2 separate regions of the Mus musculus genome follow, and region 2 is linked to region 1. A link is a contact called in public Hi-C data. All regions are on one chromosome and are shown on one strand. The core of a region is the stretch at or near the end of the contact, and the rest is flanking DNA. Distances in the headings are between cores, read along the strand shown.

Region 1 (6,557 bases), core at 1,349-3,848:
TCCCCTTTCCAGTCTGGGATCTCAGGCCATGGGATGGTAGGATCCACATCCAGGGGAGGTCTTCCCACTCCAGTAAACCCAAAGGAGACCTACCCAAAGGCTTGTCTCTTAGGGTATTACAAATCCTGTTAGGTTGACATTATTAGCAATCACATTTGAATTAGAGTAAATGTATTCAGAGCCATACTTGTCTGAGATCTGAGGGACAGGGGCATATGTCCTCAGTTGATTGACAGTATCTATTGCCTACACAGCATTAGCTGATTTGGGCCTTGCATGGCCTTTCCCCTACTGTTTTTCTCATTTGCTTGGTGAGCCATTTATATGTCTTCCTGTTAAAACCTCTGTCCTCAGCCGTGGAATACTCAAACACCATGCAAGCTGCACTGCGATGCTGCTGTTCTGCTTTACAGCATCCTGAGAGCCCACAGGAAAGAAGCTCTCTGGGGACAGAGCGCAGCTCTGGCTACATTTTCCACTCAGAGGTTCTTCAGCCCACTCGTCCTCTGCTAGCTTTATGGGCCTGGTGAAGAGTGAAACAAAAGATAAAAGACAACAGACTCATGGCTATGCAGTTTCTGGTACTGTTTGTTGCCCAGTCGGCGGACTCAGAAGGCTATGTTCATTTGCTTGCTGGATTCTTCTTTTCAGTGTCATGGGTGTGAAATGAAAATATAAAGACTGTGTAATGTCATATTTACTGTCATGTGCCTAGGGTAGAGATGCTGGAGGGAAAAAAACAACAACCCTGGTTTGTTGGTAAAACCAGCACCCACCCTCAAATATGGGTGGAGAATTTGTTGCTTTTTTTTTCTTTTAAATCTCTGTTCTCCAGTTCCATGTTTGCCTCTCATCTTCCCAGGGAGCCACAGAGAACTCCTATTCTAAAATTCAAATTTTGTGGGACATCTTGTAGCCTCTTGCATGAAAGCAACTACCATGATGGGAGTGATATTAAGCAGCTGGCTCTATGAACTTTCCCAATTTTTTTTTCTAAACCTTTAGCCTACATAATCCTCATGGGGCGCTTTTTGGGTGGGTGCTGTTGGGACGCTGTTCAAAAGGGTTAGTTGGGCCAACAGCAAGATGGATACAGCAAGTCTATGTACTTAGCAGGCACAACCCCCCCTAATACCCTGGATACTTCATCTCCAGTGACTGCTAAAACTTCCCTAACTATTAATCTTCAGGAGCTCTGTCACCAGTTCAGGCCTGAGCACAAACAACTGCCCCTCAAAATAGGCCTTCTGAAGCTATGCCTCACCTTGATTTCATATTGCACAGCCGGGAATAAGCTTGAGCCTTTGCATTTTAATACAGAGAAAGATAAACCTTAAACTGTGTAGAGATCTTTATAAAAGAAATCTTCATTTTTGTGTCAGCATAAGACAGGACAGTCCTAATTCAATGTCATCTTTATAAATTGGTACTGTCGGTGATGTGCGCATCCTCTTTAGGTATGAGTGCCTGCCACTTTGCACTCTGCCCATGGGTTTGTCTTACAATTGCCTGTCTCCACCATCATGCCTCCTATTCTAATTTTAAATAGCTGCTTAATTGTCCATCTGGCTGGTAGGTCTACTAACCACTACCCTACTTTCATCTCTTGTGTTCTTTGAAAACTCCTTAATAATTTCTGCCTGTGGTTTTATTACTTCTAGATGCTTGTGTGCATTATTTGCTTAAAATAACTTGGCATTGTACAGTACCATCAGACTGTCGCCCTCAGTATCCTTTCCTAGCTATCCTTTTGAGGTAAACGGGACCTCAACAGTTTCCTGTTTTCCCCTGAGGACTCTGCTTATGTGATTCAGTCCTTGATGTGCCCTGTGGATTGGGTGTGGTTATTGGAACTATTAACTCCGTGGCTCTCCACAGAGCAAGCCTGGAATAGTAATGAGAACGCTGCATGACTAGTTTAGAGGAATACAAAATAGCTCAAACGAGAAAAAATGTTTAATGTTCTCTCCACAAAGAAATGATAACTGCTAGAGGCGGATATGCTAATTACCCTGATTTATTAGACTCTGCCCACATGTATAAAACATCACACAATACCCCATAATATGCACAATTACTGTGCATCAACTCAAAGGTCTTAAAATTTTAAACGTTCAATGTCAGTGCAGCAACTGAAATCATTATTTTCTTGCTTTGCTGTTTCCCCGCTCTGGGTCTTTTGAGCTAGGGAATAAAGCAGAGATGGTAGAGATCTGTGAGCTTCCACTTTTAGCAGCTAGCTAACACCTATGAAAAGAACAATAACCACAATCTTTTTTTTCAGTTCTAGGAAATTCATGTAGCAGAGAACGGTTGCTTAAAATGCAGATGTATCAGACAATTCTAGAGGTACTTCAGCCATTCACCTACTTTAACAGGGAACTGAGAAAAGGCAAGGAACTGCAGCTAATCGCCCAAGTCAGCAACACTGCTCTATCCTGCTCTGTGTTTTCTGTGCCCTTGCTCTTTTCTCCCAGAGCTCCCCTACTAAGAAGCAAAATAGCCCAGAGAGCCTTAGAAAGCTGGCCTGCATCCCCTCTATGCAGGAGCCGCCAATGCACAGGCTCTCGGCCACCAGAGGGCACTGTGTGGCCAGAAAGAGATGGCTGCTTGGTTCTGCAGCTGCCTCCAAGCCCGGCTCTGAAAAAGCCTCTTCGGATTCATGGAAACAGAACTTGGTGGAAACAGCGCAATTTAGAAAAACAAAACCAGCCCACGTCTCTTCCCACTCACAGGTTTTATAGTCCATCAGAACCCGCCCTCCGCTGTGCTCTTCAGCAGAGTGACTCAGCCACCCATCAAACAGATGACCCCAGCGTCCACCTGAGATTTTTTTTATAACCAAGCTTTAAACATCCTTCTGAGGTTGAACAGTGAAATCACTAGAGCAACGTCAGCCAGAGCCACCATGACAGTGGGCTTGCTGCGTGCTCTGCCTTGGGCTTTCCATCTTTTCTACATTCACACTGGTGCCAATCATACTTCTGTCTTGTGGCCTTCCAAATAAGGAAGCTTTGAACCTGAATGAGAAGCCAGCACTGTTGTCAAGACTGATCTTGCTGCAGAACCTAGACACCTGCTGCTTGCTGAGTCTACAGTCAGTCCATGGAAATTACAAGTCTGGCTGATATACTCATGATATGCTTCAGATATTCACCTCCTGTATCCTGCAAGTCTCTGAATATGCAAGTCTCACACCAGGGTCAGGCTGGAATTACTGAGGATAGAAAGTAACTCTAACTGGTGTCCAATGAGAAAAAGGAAATTGGTCAAAACTCATAGGCTGACTGAAAATGTCATGCTTAAAATAATAATAATAATAATAATAATAATAATAAAGCGTGAAAAGGCAGACCCTTCTCACCAGCTCGATCTAGACCTACGATCTCTTCTCTACTGGTTCCCCAGCTTAGATTGCAGGGGACTTTGGAGAAGTGTGATCTTGTCTGCATCAAAATGTTGAGTCAGATTTCCCCTGGGATTCCTGTGACTGTGAATGCTAAACACAGAGGGGCTAGCTTCTTGGGGACCCTGAGCACATATTTCTGGAGAGAAAATGAAGACCCTAGCAGGAGACTCTATACTGCACTTTGTCTCTGGAGTGAGCTGGAAGACCGAATCCTCACCCTGCTGTCTCACCTTGAGATTGGACTTGTTGCTCCCTTTCTCTAAATCTTAGGTTCATTTTCACTTGGAAAGCAATAACGCGACTCAGTGGGCTTTCTGGCTCACTCTTACTTTAACAGCAATCACCTGCTTTGCTGTGTAGGCTGTGCTGAGGCACATCCACAAATCTCTACTCTCTCTTTTTATAATATTTTTATAGATTATTGAGAATTTCTCATCATGCATCCCATCATATCCATATCCCAGTCTGTTGCCCCTCTACCCCTGTGACACCCTCCACCCCCAAGAAAGAAGGAAAAAAGAAATCCAATTTATATTGTCAGATACTCACGGGGCCTGATCAAACTCCCAGTGGCCAGAGTCTTAAAGAAAACCATTTCCTTCCCCACACACCCCATACCAGAGTCATTAATTGTGAAGAGCCTCACTTTAGCATCTTAATCACAAAAAGTTCTTTTTGATTGCTTTCTGTTTAGGCTGTTACCTTTGAGAGTGTATGGAGTTGTCATATAGGCCTTCTTTTACCTGAGTCTACAGTCATCAGTACCATGGTAAAAGTAACTTCCTTGCCCTTTACCATAAATGGAAACACAGATCGAAGACTTGCACATGGTCTCCAGTATCAGCACATACCACGGACCTTAGCATAGTCTCCGGTGACAGTACAGACCACAGAAAGCAACACGGCTCTCTGCCAACTTTCTAATCTGCAATATCCTGGTCCTTGAAAGGCAGTCACATGAATGCCTTCAGAGCATTGGTGGAGGAATTAGAGATCATGCATCTTCATACCTTGTGTTGGTTTAACATAGGACAATAACATCCATAATTAGCAAAATACAGGTTGTTAACAGAAAACCAAAATCGTAACAATTCCTTTAGGTGTCAGATGTCATCCTGGTGAATTTCTCCAGTGCATAGCAACAGGGCTGGAGTGACGTCCAGCAAAGGAGCTCATTACAAGTCCCCTCTTGTGATGAGTCATCGCTGCCTGCCACCTCCCTGCCTGGGCTGAGGGTGGACAAGACCAATCAATGAGGCCATAGCGTGGCTGAGCTGGGGGTGGAGAGATCATTTGTTCATCTGGGTAAAGATGAAGCACAAAGTGCCCTCCCCTCCAAGTTGAGGAAATTGGAAATTTGGCAGAGGCCCAGAGTGAAGAGTGACTCACCCCAAATCATCAACTGAGAAGACTCCATAGAGCTTGGGTTTAAACCTGGCTTTGAAGAGATTACCAAAGTGCAAGGGAAAACAGCAGTGGGGCCTGGGCCGAAAAGTACCAGCAATTATGTACTGAAAACTTGAATAGGGTGTGCCTTGGTTGCAGGGGTGCAGAGGTAATACCATATTGGTGGGTGCCTGTGCTTTGCATGTGGTAACAAAGCAAAACTGAGATGACTGCAGAGTTGGTCCCAAGAGTAAAGAGAAGAGGAAGGGAACACACAAGGAGTAGAGGTACCCATGTGTATCTGAAGGAAAGTGTCTTCCCTACTACAGCCACTGAGGCAAGGAAAAAGCTGGGTAGGGAAATTGAAGGCCAGTATGCCCAGTGGGCTGCCCTCTTCCTCAGGAACACCAATAAATAGCACATACCCTGAGGCCAGGCCAACATTATCTCTCTACTTAACTTCCTGTGTCCTAAATCAAAACCTTACACCTATAGGGGGCCCTGTATGCAAGAGCAAGAGTCCCATTAGCCACATCCTCACAATACCAGTTCCTCTCTGGACACTAACGATGGAGATGGTCTGTGCTTTAACGCAGGGTGCAGTAGCTGATTAGTCTTCATTTTGAATGACCTGTACTGAAAAGTAAACTTCTTCTTTAAAAAAAACCATATATATATGGTTATATATATATATATATATATATGACCCAAGACCCAAGAGCAAGCAATCGTCTTGCTTCTATCCTGTCTGACTCGAAAAGTCTTTTTCAGGCACTGCTGTCTCAGATCTCACGGCAGCCCTTCCCACGTGGTGCGCGCATATGTGAGCATGAAAACACGATGTGTTTATGAAATAAATGGGAAACTCAAATGCCAACTATCACCATGAGCTAAATGTTAAAATCTTACATTTTCCTACAGTCTGCTCTCCCCTCCCTTTCTCTCCCTTTCTCTCCCTCTCTGGTATACATCTCTCTCACAGTCTCTTTCCCTCTCTTGGTGTCTTTCTCTCTGTCTTTTTCTGTCTCTCTGTCTCTCACTCTGTGTGTGTGTGTGTGTGTGTATGTGTATGTGTGTGTGTACGTGTCTGTCTGTCTGCCTGCCTGCCTGCCTGTCTCAGAGTATATGTGTGTGTGTGTGTGTGTGTGTGTGTGTGTGTGTGTGTCTGTCTAATAATTTAAAATCAGCGCATGATGGTTCATTATTTGTAGATGCAACTGGCTGTGTCTCTGACTCCCTCACTGAAGCTCATTTTCCTTGCTTCTGGGTTCTCTCACAAATCGCACCTTAACAAACACTTGCGAATGTCAATATTTCCTGTATAAAACTCACTCTTTTCTGGAGTTAGGACTTGAACTTCCATGGATTTCTTCCATGCAGGTATTGCTGCAGTTTCTGACAGGACTGGTCATGGGAGACCATGGTATGAACAACCCAGCAGCCACCTGCTTCTCCCTGAAATGTAATAAGGAGACATTTAGTGCACATACCCTCTTCCATGTGATTAGCTAATGTGAGCATCCCCTACAAAGCAGCCATCCCTAGAGGCTTTTGAAATCATCTTTTCAAGCTGCCAGCTCCTGATGCTGGTGAATTAATCAGTGCAAACACTCCCTGATGATACTCGCTGCCCATCTTTCTGGTGAGCTGGCTGTGCCAAAGAGGCAATGGCCTGCAGACTTGACCTCACGTACTAGTGGAAAGCAGACTCCGATCCTTCTAATGGTGTGAAAGAGGAACAGTATTCCTGGTAAGCCCCTTT
Region 2 (6,557 bases), core at 1,661-4,160, 180 kb after region 1:
GTCCATCTTCAGAGCCCAGTGCTCTATTCTGCTAAGGCAGTCAAACAGAGTTCCACATCCTGAGTAGATTAATTAACAGACATTTATTTTCTGATCATCCAGAGACTGTGAGCCTGACACCCTAGTGCCAAGGAGTGGTGACTTGCCTAGGGGTGGTGGCTTTGGTGTCTACTCTCTTAGCCCGAGATGGGTATGTTCTCCCCCTGCCCCTGTATTTACATGGCTTTCCTTCCACACTTGTCTCTACCTAAATTTCCTCTTTCTATAATAAGGACACCGGATTGAACTGGGGCTCATGCCTGCAGCCTCATTTGAGCTTAGCTATCTCTGTAAAGTGCTGTCTCTAAGGACAGTTACATTCTAAAGTGCTAGGACTTCGGACCTCAACGTCTAGAGTTTGAGCATCTCAGTTCAGCCCATAAGAGGCATCAAGATCGCATGTGTGAAGTACCCGTGGGTGAGCACCACTGTTTATGAAATATGAGGTGTGGTCACAAAGACAAAAAGCCATGTTAAAGATCACAAAAGTGGTGGACCGTTTGCTCAGATGAATGCGATAATGCACTTTTCTTTAAAACTCTATGTTGGGTCCTTTCAGCAAAATCTTGCTAGTGTATGCAATGGTGTCAGCGTTTGGAAGCTGATTATGGGATGGATCCCTGCATATGGCAATCACTAGATGGTCCATCCTTTCATCACAGCTCCAAATTTTGTCTCTGTAACTCCTTCCATGGGTGTTTTGTTCCCATTTCTAAGAAATATGTCTCTTGTGAGACTATGCCGGGGCCTAGCAAACACAGAAATGGATGATCACAGTCAGCTATTGGATGGGTCACACGGCCCCCAATGGAGGAGCTAGAAAAAGTACCCAAGGAGCTAAAGGGAACTGCAACCCTATAGGTGGAACAACAATATGAACTAACCAGTACCCCGGAGCTCTTGTCTCTAGCTGCATATGTATCAAAAGATGGCCTAGTCGGCCATCACTGCAAAGAGAGGCCCATTGGACTTGCAAACTTCATATGCCCCAGTACAGGGGAACCCCAGGGCCAAAAAGGGGGAGTGGGTGGGTAGGGGGTTGGGGGTGGGTGGGTATGGGGGACTTTTGGGATAGCATTGAAAATGTAAACGAGGAAAATACCTAATAAAAAATAAATTAAAAAAAAACTCTGTGTTGGTTTCATTCTTGACAATTTTTTTAATCCCATAAGAAAATAGATTCATTCGAACTGAAAAGAACAAAATGTTTTTAAAACAATAAGGGGAGGAATGTGGGACATGAGGTACCAGGCACTTCATTATGTTAATAAGGCAATACAGACACCAAGCTTGCCTGGTTTAGAGCCATGTCCAGATGGTTGCATTTGATATTACAGCCAAATAATGGCACTTGAGATCTCTTGAGGGTCCCTCCTTGTCCCTCTGTGGACATCATCTGGAGTAGGAAGCATCTGGCTGTCATCTATACAGGTCAACGTGAGAAACGAGACAGGAAAGACGACTGAGGAGCCAACTCTGTGAGTGACGCTCCCGAGCTGGAGCCCGTGCCGCTGTGTGAGCCTAGGCGCTCACTTTCTCCTCCCTTGGTTTTGGTTGCATGGACAGTAAAAGAAGAAACTTGGCTCAGCAGTAAGTTCATCAAGAGTGACTTCACAGAAGGCTCACAACACAGGATAGATGATTAACATCCCCCTCACTGATGAGGAAAAGTCTGGAAAGAAAGAGTGATCCATATTGGGATAAAGGAGACAAGGAAAAAGAATCAAGGTACTGTAAGACAGAATAGGGTGGGGCTAACTGGCCAGGGATGAGGTGTACACAACCAGGATCAAAGGTTTTGTTCCAGGTGGACAGACATGGGTTCAGTCAGGTCACTTCAGTTGCCATGTCAGGGGGTTTGGGGAAATCACTGCAGTCTCAACCCAGGTCTCACACGCTGTGCTCACACGCTGTGCTTTGTGGTCTCATTGTGGATATAAAATGGACTAGAGCAGCATTTGGCACAGAGCGGAAGCAGAGCCAGACAGCTGGAAAACTGGGAAGTGACCCTCTGTTTCCCACTGACTTCCTTTTCACACTGGAGATTGAGGCAGCTAACTAGGCCCCAAAGGTAGAAATCATCCAATGATGCAGAAAGAAGTTGGAAGGGTGCATCACGGAGAAAAAGGCCAAGAACTCAGCCAAAGTGCTTTAATCGTGTGTGTGTGTGTGTGTGTGTGTGTGTGTGTGTGAGAGAGAGAGAGACAGAGACAGAGACAGAGAGAGACACAGAGAGAGACAGAGAGACAGAAAGACAGAAACAGACAGAGAGACAGAGGGGGGTGGGTTTTGTACGTACATGGGCAGGTGTGTACACATGAATGTGGAGTCCAGAGGTCAACAATGGGTCTTCCTCGATCATTCTTCACTCTAATTCCTGAAATAATGTCTCTCCCTGAACCTAGAGCTCACATCTTCAGCTACCCCTCAAACTCAAGGGACCCTCCTGACTTCTACCTCCTCAACTCCAGGATTACAAGTGCACACCACAGAGCTATGTTTTTTCCATGGATGCTGGAAACCCGAACCCATGTCTTCATGTGCACACAGCAAGCATTTCACTGATGGAGCCATCTCCCTAGCCTCACAAACCAACTTTTATGCCTAAGGTATTTTCCATCTTGGCTATTAAAGGCGACATTGGAAGCAGTGTACAGAGCATGACAGTGGAGGGCTACTTCTGCCGCTTCTCATTTTCTTTTCTTGATGCAACTCTTGTAATTAAACACGAATTCTGAATAATGCAAACCTATAATTCATGCAAATTGATCCCTAATGAGATGGAAACAAGCCAGGATTTAATTTGTTGAACTTGTGGGGGATAGGATAATGAGTTGCAAAGAACAGATGCAAAAAATCCATCCGCTTTCATCTAAAATGAGCCAAACATTGCATGTCTGTGCTCACACTCCCATAAGCTTTTAATGCCTTCAATGCGATATTAAATTATTTTGCTAAGGAGACGATTGTGAATCAAGGATCCTCTGATATACCTGCATGCCAACATCACCAGCTTCCCAGATCTCCATGCTCCCCATAATCCTCACAACTTCACCCCTAAGAATTGTGAGCTCAAAAAAAATGAAGAAAATACCAAATAAATAAATAAATAAATAAATAAAAGAATTGTGAGCTTTGCAGAAAGACTTGATCCTTTACTAGTAGGTAGCCAATGAATTCCCTAAATTGAACCTTGACCAAAACCTCGAGGTTTTGTGGAAATGGAAATTGGGTCTAAAAATGAGGAAGACAGTCAAGCCCTGCCCGGCCCCACCCACCCCTGTCAGCAGAAATGAAAGACAGAGAGACTCATCTGGGGGCGGAAGAGCCATGTAAGCATGAACACATATGCCTTGTTTAGCACATAATGGCTGGAATGAGATCTCTCTCTCTCTCTCTCTCTCTCTCTCTCTCTCTCTCTCTCTCTCCCTCTCTCTCTCTCCCCCTCCCTCCCTCCCTCCCTCCCTCTCTCCCTCCCTCCTTCTCAGGTTGATCCATCTCCTGAGTACACAAGAAGAGCTCAAACACAGAACACCTCAACTGATCATCTCCAATTACAGTGCCCCCAGAGATCCACTCCTGTCCCTGTAAGAGTTGAAAATGTTTCTCTGCTAGAACTAAATTAGGACCCAGTGTGCCTTTGTGCAGGCTATGCTGGTTAATGCCCTAAATAGTCTCCCTAGAGGTTGTGATGAGCACTTAACAGAGGTATATGTCTTCCCCCACAAGGCAATTCTGTGGTATAACTCAGCTCATACTGCTACTGGAAGCTCTGTTACTATGGTGAAGCCATGCAAGATAAATTAGCAGTGAGAAAAGCCCAAAGAGCAGCCGAGGAACAGGGATTGTTCCCAGGAAAGCCACTGGGCATGCACCTGATTCCCACCATGGTGAACTGGGAAACTTCCTCTCACACAAAGACATATTAGAGACTTGATGTCCAAGGTATTCAATGATGATGTTACTCCAGACTCTACCTACTACATGCCAAATAACACATAACAGAAGAAATCCAGGCACTCAGATGAACCATTACCATTTGGATAGGTCATTCATATACGCTTTCTTTCCCATTCTTCGAATGGTGGAAACAGTCCTCAAAGTGCAACATCCATCTCCCACCCTACTCCCCCACACCCCCAGGAAGCTGTTGTAAGACTGGGAGACCCTAGGCCAAGCTTTTCCTTCATCGGACATTATAAGCATTATGAAGTGTTCAAGCAGCTATCATACAATGAAGGATACAGAAACTTAAGCTTGTCAGCACAACTTAGCCTGACTAAAAACAGAAGCAAAGGCATTCTCTCTAATTGAGGACAAACCACCATGAGTTACAGCATACAGCAGAGCATGGTGGACACAGCACACATTCCTGGGGCCCAGAAGAGAGGGCACTGTGAGCAGAGGTGAAGAGTAAAGTCTCCTCTAATACAGAGGGAGGTGAGTGGAAAGAACACCAGGAACAAATTAAATGGCTTTGGCAGTGGACATGAAAGGTAACTAGGATGGGATATAACACCCACACAGTTATCCAGCCCATACCAATTCCCTGGCTGCTGTGAACATGTATCCCAAATGGTGTACCTCTTGTGGTTCTGGAGGTTGGAAACCTGAAATGCAACCTTTCATTTATTTATTTTTTAATTTATTTGTTTATGTGTGTGTGCGCGCAGAGCACTTTTGGAAGTCGAAGGACAACTTCAGGACCAAGTTCTTGGTTCTTCCTTATTGGGTCCAGAAATGGAACTCAGGTTGTTGGGCTTGGTGGCAAGCATCTTTACCCACTGAACAATCTTGCCCATGCAGAAATGGATCTTAAAGATCAAATTGATGAAACAAAAGATTTTTCACTTCTGTGGACTCTTGAGAGTTTCCAACTCTGGATGTCTTTCCCAGGTCCTTATGGCATCCTGTGTGCCTCAGATGGTGATCCCTGCTACCACTCTGACAATTCTTAACTCATTGTTGTATCTCCTCCATGACCTTGTGAGTGAACTAAACCCCAGAATGTCCAGGTTACACATCCCCTATATCTCAATATTCTTAGCATGATCACAGCTACAAAGATGCTGGGCCATCAACTGTAAGAGTCACATGTTTTGGAGACTGGGGCATGGATATCTCTGGGAACCTTAATTCAGGCCACCACATAGGATAGTTCAAATCTAACAAATGTATGTTATTCTCTTAACATAATGCACTTGTATTAAGCAAATGGATTTTTAAACTGATATCAATTGGTAAATATTTATGTGTGTTAAGAACACTGTTCAAGCTCTGCCTTATTGGAAACTACAGGCAGATCTTGGAAATACTGTGCCTTTAGTTCTAAGCCACTGCAGCAAACCAAAGGCCACAGTAGAGTGAATCCTATAACCTTTATGATTTTCTTAAAGAATTATTTATTTATTTTATATCTATGATTACACTGTAGCTATCTTCAGACATACCAGAATAGGGCATCTGATTCCATTACAGATAGTTGTGAGCCACCATGTGGTTGCTGGGAATGGAACTCAGGACCTCTGGGAGAACAGTCAGAGAGAACTCTTAACCCCTGAGCCATCTCTCCAGCCCCTTTGATTTCTTAATATATATGAAGGATTTGCCTACACTCTATAGTAATATAAGTGGACTGTTTGCCTAAAAACAACTAACCTACCTCAATTTTAAAAATAATTTAATGGGCTGAGGAGTTGACCCAGTGGTTTCTGTGAAAGTAGGCAGACATAAGTTCAAATAACCAGAACCCATGTGATAAGTGATGCATGACTACAACTCAGCATTGACTAGTGGGGGCAGACAGATCTCAGGAGCTCGATAGCCAGTCACCTTTCCTAGACAAAATGAGAAACTTGGTGTTGGATAAGAGACCCTGTCTCAAGGGAATAGGATGAAAAGTGATAAGACATCCAGTTTCCTCCTCTGGCTGCTATGCATGCACACCCACACACAGTCATACACCACACACATGCAGACACTACATGCACACGTGCATATGCACATGTGTACACATACTTTATTATTAAAAGACTCTTGGTTATCTAGATGTTGGAAAACTGATCCCAATGTGCTTGCTTATCACATGGAAGGCTTACCATAAACCTTCAATCTCTCAGAACTACAATATCTGCAAAGTGTGTAGTAAAATAAAATGCAGTAAGGTGAAGGGTATCTGTACAGAAGTCCCTCCCCCTCCAGATTTTTTTCTACAATTTCAGATATTCATAAGCAATGATATTCTGACAACCTTAAGTGACAAGCGTAGCATCCCTAATAGTGGCATAAAAGCTTATGGTATAATGTAACTTCTCTCTCTGTCCAGTGTATTTACTTGGTATATGCTACATACTGGCTACTAAACAGCCAGTTCAGGTATCAGATCAGCTATCATGGAATTACAGTGCTTATGTTTAAGCATCTGATACTTTACTTAATAATGATCTCAAATCACCATAGTCATGCTTGCATTTCAGATGTGCCAAAGAGAAGCTGTTAAATTCTTCCTTTAATAGATA

What was found. Hi-C and Micro-C count contacts between places; a contact is called where the count stands out from the background.
Region 2: a contact with region 1 is called in a Hi-C map of cortical neurons, with 2.5 times the contacts expected there. The contact joins two enhancer-like sites. A contact is called at or near these places in 7 of 484 Hi-C or Micro-C datasets (Sertoli cells, cortical neurons, embryonic stem cells and 2 more) and 1 of 115 datasets of contacts at active chromatin or transcription factors (large pre-B cells).

Annotation. Positions count from the first base shown.
Region 1 is chr15:72,203,568-72,210,124 of GRCm38.p6, forward strand. No RefSeq gene overlaps it. Among named protein-coding and RNA genes, the nearest start is that of Gm23217, 49 kb to the right of the region's middle. Within about 2 kb of position 2,599, at least 21 of the 459 cell types and tissues checked have an H3K27ac peak or open chromatin away from gene starts, as enhancers often do. A contact at or near this core is called in cortical neurons, where this site is marked.
Region 2 is chr15:72,379,916-72,386,472 of GRCm38.p6, forward strand. No RefSeq gene overlaps it. Among named protein-coding and RNA genes, the nearest start is that of Gm24390, 110 kb to the right of the region's middle. Within about 2 kb of position 2,911, at least 9 of the 459 cell types and tissues checked have an H3K27ac peak or open chromatin away from gene starts, as enhancers often do. A contact at or near this core is called in cortical neurons, where this site is marked.